2 separate regions of the Zea mays genome follow, and region 1 is linked to region 2. Evidence: chromatin contacts called from public Hi-C data. All regions are on one chromosome and are shown on one strand. The core of a region is the stretch at or near the end of the contact, and the rest is flanking DNA. Distances in the headings are between cores, read along the strand shown. Region 1 holds the start of LOC103637420 (Heavy metal transport/detoxification superfamily protein). Region 2 holds the start of LOC103637402 (alpha/beta-Hydrolases superfamily protein).

The links. Hi-C and Micro-C count contacts between places; a contact is called where the count stands out from the background.
Region 1: a contact with region 2 is called in a Hi-C map of ear, with 5 times the contacts expected there. The contact joins the promoter of LOC103637420 here to the promoter of LOC103637402 in region 2. A contact is called at or near these places in 12 of 25 Hi-C or Micro-C datasets (bundle sheath, ear, leaf and 4 more) and 2 of 3 datasets of contacts at active chromatin or transcription factors (leaf and seedling).

The regions. Positions count from the first base shown.
Region 1 is chr1:82,967,614-82,972,402 of Zm-B73-REFERENCE-NAM-5.0, forward strand. It overlaps LOC103637420 (Heavy metal transport/detoxification superfamily protein), which reads right to left and starts at 3,078. Exons shown (of 3, transcript XM_008659627.4): 1 at 2,848-3,078; 2 at 2,508-2,583; 3 at 1,688-2,383. The coding sequence starts at 2,856. The coding sequence ends at 1,953.
Region 2 is chr1:82,838,110-82,842,847 of Zm-B73-REFERENCE-NAM-5.0, forward strand. LOC103637402 (alpha/beta-Hydrolases superfamily protein) reads right to left here and starts at 2,128. Exons shown (of 3, transcript XM_008659607.4): 1 at 955-2,128; 2 at 668-867. The coding sequence starts at 1,830.

The sequences.
Region 1 (4,789 bases), core at 1,828-4,327, 130 kb after region 2:
GGAACCGCCTGTGTAGAGGCGAACCAAACCGCATGTATAGAGGTTTGCTGTAGTAGTGCCGCCACAAAAAAAATCACTCCGGTATTTAATTTATCTCGTTCCCACGTGACTCTAATACAAACACCATAAAAACTGTGGCCGTTCATTTCATTCATCTTTATTCATCAAACCAAACACACAGTGGCCCTGCTGAAAACATGGGCGAATTTGGACGCGGAGCGAGTCCTGGAATGTGAGTTTGGGTCCAAACGGAACGGGTGTGCTAGATGAAGTCGACAAGGCTGGCTCTAGGTCTCTAGCAGGAGCCTATAGACGTTCCTCTCCTTTAAACTCCTATCCTCCAGTAATGTTCTTAAATGCTTCTTTTAAATATACATATAGGTGGCGCTTTATTTGTAGAGATTATTCCTCTCCTCTTTTATCTATATTTTCATACTTCAAATAACATATTAAACAAAGCTAAAATATGCATTAAATGTTTAATGGTGTGAGACGGATATAGAAAATGATATTAGAGACTAAACACAATATAAGTTTATACAATATTGTTTTGCACATCTCCAGCAAAACGTGTATATGAGCGTACACAATATTATTTTGCACGGTACAATACACTATTTATATAGTGAAGTTTCAAATGAGAAATGAGAAATAAGATAGAAAGAAGTAGTCATGCATATTATACTTTGTGCCATGGCATCATCCACCATGTTTTGCCGCTACGTTACGTAGTTTCAGTTTCGAGTGAGATCGAGACTAGTTGAGGTGTGGGGACTGTGGGCAGGTTTGCTTATCTATGAGCCTACGGCTACGAGGTCGTGTGAGTTGTCGGCTCGGCTTGGCACGCTGCTCCCAATTGTCATCTTGGTTTGAAAATTTGCCATTCGTGTTCAACTTGTCGTGGACCAAGCAAGTCTCAAAGAGCCCCCACCAGCGGAAAACATTTCTCGGTTGGCGTCTTGTGGCATATCAAGATTCTGTTTCTCCGTTAATCAAGAGTCCTTTTTTGGACGGGCTGTGAATATCATGACTTGACAGCACTAAGACGAATTGACGGCGAGCAAAGGGAAAAAAAAGGCATACTACTACTCAGAGCGAGCACAATAGGTAGCTGTAATATTAACATGGAAGATTGAGGAAAGAAAGAGAGTAAAGGAGCGAATATAATAAGGTGACGTAGTCCGGCTGTAAAATATATCATATCAGGTTTATGGTGATATGCAAAAGTGAGATACAGAGAGAAGAAAACGCGGGATGATCACTAATAGTCAACTGAAAGCATGCTACTCAAGGATTTCAACGCAGTCTATGAGAGGAAGAGATATGCCAAGCATTAAATATATACCATGCATTTTTAGATGACTACAAATTTAGTTGGCTATATGTGACATGATAATTTCATACAACATGATGTGGGCTATATTATTAAACTTGCTCGAAACGGGCTATAAACTAACAACCAACTTATACACGAGAACAAAAAAAAAGTGGGAGAGACAAGTTTACCGTGTATTAATTATAAAAAGCTAACCATTATACATATATAGACTACAAAAGTCTTTACCAGCGCTACAATAGTAAACTTGTTCTTAACATTAAGGTTTTGTTTTGATATTCTAGTATTCATCTTAATCCACATGTACCGAGGAGGAGGAGGTGAATACTAGAGTAACCACACGAACATGCATGTATCAATAGTACTCGTATAAAATCCAAAACTGTATTAGCTACATACAGCTCTGGTTATCCCAGAAAGCGAAGTCCCATTTACACATATACCGCCACACGTACGTACGTGTTATTCTATATGTACTGTACATACAGACACGCTGCGTATCCTCCATGAGCAGCCAGAACGCGATCTAGAAGTGAAAAAAAAAAAAAGAAACTGCATGCTGGTTCAACACTACCTTCTTCACCTTCGTAGATCATTCTCCATGCCATGAGTCGCCTTAGCAGACGGTGCAGGAGTTGGGGTCCTCCTCCATGCTCTGGACGTGGTAGTGCGTGGCCACGGGCGGGTACGGGTAGTAGGAGGAGGCCCGGTAATACTGGTTCAACAGCTCGGCCAGCTGGACCTGCTGCTCCGTCGGCGGCGCCGCCTTCTTGCCGTCCTTGTCTTTCTCGCCGCCTGCTTCCTTCTTATTCTCCCCCTCGCCTGCTTCCTTCTTCTCCCCCTCGCCGCCTTCCTTCTTCTCCCCCTCGCCGCCGTCCTTCTTGGCTGCCTCCCCGTCCTTCTTCTCCGGCTCCTTGGCCGGGCCGACGGACTCGATGGTCGCCGACCACGACGCCTTGCGCAGCTTGCTCACCACGCTCACGGGGTCCACCATGCCGACCACCGTCATCTTGTGCGACGCCATGTCCGCGGATATCTCGTCGATGCCTGCACACCACGTACAACCAGCAGGGGACACGGTTGGGCCTGCATGCACGATGATGAGAAACAGTAACAAGAAGGAGAGAAAAGCCGCAGCAGCTGCTGCTGCTATGCTGCCACGGTACCGTACCGGTGAGCGCCGAGACAGCCTTCATGGCCTTCTGCTTGTCCTTGTTGTCCTGCAGGTGCAGCTTCACCACGATTTTCTGCATCCCAGAACCAAGAATGTGAGGAAACCGAACGGTTCCAATACTCTTCCATTCTGTGATGAGCAGTGCACAGCAGGCAGGCACGCAAGAGCAAAAGCAGAGAAAAGCAAAACGAATCATCCTTGGGTTCCAAAGCAAGATCCGATCCTAACCCCGTGCCTCTGGAAAGGCGACCAGCTTTGCGCACACGTACGGGCACGGCCGGCAGAAAGAAACCAGATCGCGACCAATGCGAGCAGCGCGGGAGCGGGCGCGGCTTACCTTCGACATCTCGCCGGTGGCGCACGCGCACCAGAGGAGGGTCTGCTGCAGGCGAGGATGTCCGAGGATGGGGGGTGCAGAGGAGGGAACGATGGCGCCGAGAGGCAGCGCCAGGAGGAGAGCTTAAAAAGCAAGCATGGGTAGTGGCAGTTGGGTGCGTCACGTTTCAAAAACAGAAAGGAAAATAGGAAAAAGGGGATAGCCAGGGAAAGTTGGTGTGGAGCAAATCTTGGTCCTCTTCCGCCCACTTGGCTCTCTTCAGCTTTATTATTATTAGATCCACTAGTTTATCAGCAGTCTCTGCTTCATTTCCAGCAAAATTATGTAAAAATTCTTGAGTAAATCTAATATATATATATATATATATATATATAATGCTGTCTTCAGTTTTAGGTTTGTCATAAGTGAATTACTATCAACTTTGACCGATTATACCGAATGTTTCATAAGATTTTACAACACAAAAGTAAAATTGCTAGATTCATCATGACTTGCACTACCATAATATATAATTCATTTAGTTTTAAAATGATTTAAGCTTTTATATATATATATTGTTGGTTAAATTTAAAATAGTTTGACTTATGACAAACTCAAAAATGACTAAATCAAGTGGACACAGGGAGTAGCTACTAAAATTAGCTAAAGTCATCCAAACAGACTAGCTAATAATTCAGCCATTAGCTACTTTTAGTAAATTAGTTAATAGTTAGTTAGTTAATTATACTAGAAAATTTTTAGCTAACTATCTATTAGCTCTAGCGCATTCAAACGCCCCCTTAGTTCAATACAAAGTGAGCGGTGAATGCCAACCAATTAAAATTATAAGAAGTTTTATTTTTATGATACATTATTTTTTCTATATATCTAAATATAGTGCGTGTCTAGGTCTATAAAAAAACCGTGTATCTAAAAAATCATGACGTCTTATAATTTAAAATTTAGAAAGTAAAATATTGTATGTTTTCTTTGTCTAACAGTGTAAAGTGTAAGTTGTTAATGCACATACAACCCAACAAATATATAGGTTAACAAGTTATCCTTGGGCACTTCTTCTCTGTCTTAATCAAGCATTCCAGCGAAAACATTGGAGGTCTATTAAATTAGGTTCATCATGCTATTTCGGTTTATTCTAAAGACCGGTGCGAGAAGGTTGAATATTTGAATTGTTTTTCAATATGCTTTGGTGGGCCTCAACACGAGCTAAACCTAGGCATCATGACTTTTTTTTGATGACCATGATGCCAACGCTATTTACACACTGTTTTTCTGAACATTTTCGTGCTCTCTCCCTGTATAGACTATAACTATAGTCTCAGTGGCGGATCTCCAACCGGGGCTGTCTGTGCTGCAGCCCCGGTCGCAGCCCAGTAAAGCGAATAGGCCCATCGCCGCGCGATAGCCCAGCTCCAGCCACCTAGCTCCAGCCACGTCTAGCCCCGTGAACATCCTCCCTCTATCCTATACCCTCCAGCTCCAGCCGCCGCCAGCTATGGAGCCGCCCACGCTCGGACCCCAGAGGCCGAAGCACCGCCGCCGCTGCAACCCACAGCGCCGCTCACCCGGAGCCTGGAGGCCGGACCGCCGGACGGCCGGAGCACCGCTCGCCGGCGCCCGGAGTCCAGCCGCCGACTCGCAGGTTGTCTAGCTGCCGGCCGCCGACTCGCCGTTGTCCAGTCGCCAACCACGCGTCCACGCGGTGACCGAAGACTGGAGCATGGGAGCAGGCGAGGCGTGCACCAAGCAGCCGTGAGCCCGTGACCGTGAGCCCGAGCCGAGCAGGGGTTTGTGATTTTAAGTTTGATTTAAAGTTTTGATTTGATTATTTATTTGGTAGTAATCTAATGTTTGGTTTTGTGATGAATGGATGAATAAAACATGTTATGCTATATTGAGCGAGATATGTTTGTAGATATTCAAAATGAAAAGATTTTGAATGTTT
Region 2 (4,738 bases), core at 878-3,377:
TATAGGATTTAGTGAAATCAGCCGAGTAGCTGGGGCGCAGTAGGTTGGTCAGTGGGCTGGCCATGCCACACGGCACCGGCGGTGGACCGGCAGATGGCCGGCCGGCCCTCAAGCTCAACAGAAGCACCCGAACGGTAGACCGCGGTCAACTGGTTCCTATGCACCCTATTAACTGCCATTGATCACATCGACGAAGCGGCGCAGGCTCAGCTGGGCCCTACCGGAGGTCCTAAATGCTGCAGTACGAAGAGAGTGGAGTGGAGTACCCTTGAGATCCTATTGATATGATGGTCTCCTCTGTGAGCTTGATTAGTACTAGCCCGTAGGTTTGTGCAAATCAAACCGAACCAATGGAATGGAGGAAGATGGCCATATGCGCGGCGTATCGTGAACCATGACCCAACAAAAACCTCTTGTTGGATGCAAAGAAAATGCCGTTGAGCCGGTCGGTCGCTGACCTAATTTCACCTCGCAGATGCGCACTGAACTCCTTGAATTTTCCCCTTATTATTACTGTTATTGCTACTACTACTACTACTTATTATTATTATTATTATTATTATTATTATTATTATTATTATTATTATTATTATTATTATTATTATTATTATTATTATTATTATTATTATTATTATTATTATTTCATCCACGTACGCGAGCGACGTACCTGTAGAGGGTGAAGACGCGGAAGGCGAGCTCCCAGAGGCGGTGGTGCTTGCAGAGCACGATGCTGACGGTGCGGCTGAGGTGCTCGTACCAGCAGGCCACGGAGGCGCCGAACGCGATGGCCGGCCACACCCGCCGCGGCGCCACCGTCCGCAGCACGTACTGCGTGCCGACCTCCCCGCGCGGCACCGGGAAGTACGGCTGCATTAGCGCTAGCGCTAGCGTCAGAGAGAGAGAGACAGAGAGAGCGCACGCGGAATGAGATGATGTCGAGAACACTACACGTACCGGCGCGACGAGCGTGAGGGACTTGACCGCGGCGGGGTACCTGACGGCGAGCGCGAGCGCGAGGATGGAGCCCAGCGAGTGCGCCACGATGTGGAAGGACTTGACCCCGTGGCGCTCGATCACGGACCGCTCGATCATCTCCACGTGCTCCCGCAGCGTGTACAGCGAGTCCGCCGGCTTGGGGCTGCGGCCGAACCCCAGGAGGTCCACGGCGAACAGCCGCCGCCGGGACCGCGCCTCGGGGCTCACGTGCGGGAGCACCGTCTGGGTCCAGAACCCCGACGACGAGATGAAGCCGTGGATGAACAGCACGTCCTCCTCCGTCGCCACGCCGCCGTCGCCAGCTGGTGGCGCCTCGACGTGCACGAAGAGGCGGCCCGTGTCCGCCGGGTTGCAGTTGGCGCAGTGGCAGTCGGACCAGCGCGGCGACGGGTACTTGTTGCTGCCGTCTCCGCCGGCCTTGCCCCGCAGCATCATCTGCACGATGGGGGCGGAGTGCACGGTGACCCCCGCCGCCGCGCGCCGCGGGGAGGAAAACGCCGCCCCCGCGACCGCGAGCACGGAGCGGCGGCGCGCGTACAGCGTGTCGGAGATGTCCTCGAGGTGCAGCCTGGTGGCGGACAGCATGCTGACCACCTTGGAGCCTCCCCGCTCCGACACGACGATCTTCCCACCTGCGGGGCCCGACGACGACGCCGGGGACGGGCGCGCGCAGTAGCAGGGCCGCCACGCGCCCTCCGCCACGTAGTCCGCCACCCTGTACGCCACGCACAGCAGCGCCTCCAGCGCGTCCAGCAGCAGGAACACCACGAAGCTCACGGCCTCGTTCGCCGCACGGCCGGCGGACGCCAATGCCGACCGCGCCGCGGCGCCCATATCGATCCACGCCGCCGCCGCCGCCGCCAGGAAGGCTCTAGCAGCGCAGGGAAGGTGGTGGCGGACCGGTGGTAAAAGGAGCAGAGGTTGCAGCGCAGCGAGCGGTGCGTGGCGAGTGAGTGAGAGTGAATTGATGGTGCTCCCGCATTAAAGCGCAGGGGTTGGTGGTAGTTGAACTGACACGGCCAACTGGTGCGCGCACCGCGCAAGGCTTGGCTTGGGCTCTGGACTGGAGCAGCGGGTAGCGCGGGCGGGCAGGCAGGCAGGCAGGCAGCCCGCCCAAGCTCAGCTCAGAGGCCATTCATAGCATAGGTAGACGGCCAGACGGTCCTTGCTTCCGTCTACGGGAGTCTAGAATGTGTTGCTGCCTGGTAGTAAAACGCAAGAAAGAAAAAATTAATGTTGAAATCAGAAACCATTGTTTCACTTGGTAAACTTGCCATGGCAAGATTCTTTACAGTACAGTACTCCTTTTTCCTCCTTGGAATTGGAATCCAACAAGTCAATGGAAACAACGAGACAGCGAGAGCACACGCGCGCCATTATTTTTGTTGTTCTGAGCCATTGTTGTTGGCGTCGCCGTTGACGCTCGGCCCTGATCGGCGGTCACGAAGCGCCATCGGACAGGACTCTTTCAAGGTACGTATATAATACGAAAACATGCACTATATACAGATGGAAATGATGTTTTTTTTCTGTTGCCACGTGTTCTGAACTTCTGACGGTATTCACACGTACGCACGCTCCGAATCTCCGAACCGGCTGCCCGATCGGTGTCCGCAAGGCACCACCTGCAAACAGGTGTGCTAATGGATCGCAATCCAAATATTTTTTCGTAAAATAATAGAGGTCTAAATAATTTTTAGTTTAAAAATAAATAGAAATATGGTCCAATCCTAAAATGGTCTAATCCTTAAATCTTTTAGTTTTAGAAGCTATAAAATCGAAAAGAATTAGAAGGGTTAGATTCCCCTTCTTATTTAATTTTAAATAAGAAAGAGAATCAAGTCCATCCAATCCCCCGGTTTTCTCGCTCCCAAACTAAAATTTAGAATTTATTGTTATTTCTAACTACACGCAAGCTATTTGCCACGTCTGCAATTCTGTTTTCTCGGGATATACGGGCTCCAAATACGATTCTCAAGTAGTACTCGCAGCCAGAATGCATACGCGCGTTTTTTTTGAAAGAGGGGAACGTGGCCGAACATTTGCAGGAGCGTTCCGTAGTTCGCACATGGCTTTGTAGTGTGTGCGGTGTAGCTGCATGCTGGACCGGAGGATCACCCTTGTTCTTGTTCACCTAGGCGTCTAGCTAGCACGTTGCTGCTCGCACTAGCCAATATCGGATTCGTCTACGTCCGTATATCTGGAAAAAAATTCGCGACTCAACACCATGCATCAACTGTCCTTGTTTAGATCACTACAACAGCTACAGTCATTTTCGGCGGCTTCTGGCCGCCAAAAAAAACCGGCGGCCAGTGTCTGGCCGCCGAAAATAACTTATTTTCGGCGGCTGGCTACCTGGCCGCCGAAAATAACAGTTTATTTTCGGCGGCTAGCCAGTCAGCCGCCAGAAATAACAACTGCCGAAAATAAAATACCTATTTTCAACGGCTAGAGGGGCCGCCGAAAATTACTAATTTCAGAGCAAAAAAAAAAAATGAAAAAAAATGCGAAAAATAACAGAATTTCATACAAAATTCATACAATAACAGAAATTCCATACAATCACAGAAAATTCATACTTGAGTTCACAACATAAAACTTGAGTCCATACAAATATAAAGTCCACAAATAGTCCATACAAACATAAAGTCCACAAAATAGTTCATTACAACACAGTGCGACACAAAGCTAACTTAATCACACATTGGGGTCGTTGGAGTTGTGTCCACTACCTCCAGAAGCCAATAACTGGTCGACGAAGTCGTGTAACGGGGTTGGATCCTAAAAAAAAGATGACATTAATAACGGCATTGGTTACATGTATAACGACTATTCAAACAAATTGTTTCTCAAACTAACCTCTCCTGCATAAGCTCCCTCCCCTGCATAAGCTCCTGGTGCTGGTATGACCGGTGGTGGCGTGTTGTGGCCCATGACCCCGGATCCCTACAAAATCAAGTTTAGTAAAGATTTGACAATTAGGTTGATACAAACGACAAGTCTTAACTAAATTGAATAACCTGAGGTGGAGGTGGAGGTGGCGGAGCATGTAATCCCCACTGAGGCATCGGCGGCTGAAATTGAGGGAAAACAAATGGTTGCTGTTGTGCCTGCTGTGGAAACCAAGACTGTTGCAAATATAATATATTAGTTATAGAACCAATATCGAGCGTGTTGAGAATAAATAAGACACTCACGTTCATTGCTTGTTGCGCCTGTGCGTTGTAAGCAGCCATGTACTCTGATTGCTGTTGGAGAAATGCCATTTGTTGTTGCCGCATCTCTTCACGAAACTTTTCTTGCTGCTCCCTCATAGCTTCCTCCATGCTAGATACAGAGCGGCGACTACGGCTGCTACTACCACAGCCCGCCTGCGACGAAGAGCCGCCACGAGAACGCAACTCCGTCGAATCGATAACACCGGTAAACATAGAATATCTTTAAGAACAAGAAAATTAGCTATTCGGTCGTAGTTTCAATATTATTGAAAACAATTCACAAGTTCATACCGTCCATGCGCCTTGCCGCCAAGTGAATGCACAACCTCAGCGTCGATGGTAGGCGCTCCTCGCCAATCGTAGTCTTCTCCATACTTCTTAACCATCTCCTGTCCATATGTCTCCTGCAATACAATATGAAGGTTCAACACACATGTAATTTATAGCTATATGGGAAGAAAACATTAATCATAACAACAACTAACCATACGCTCAACGGTCGCTTGACTACACAGCTCATCGGA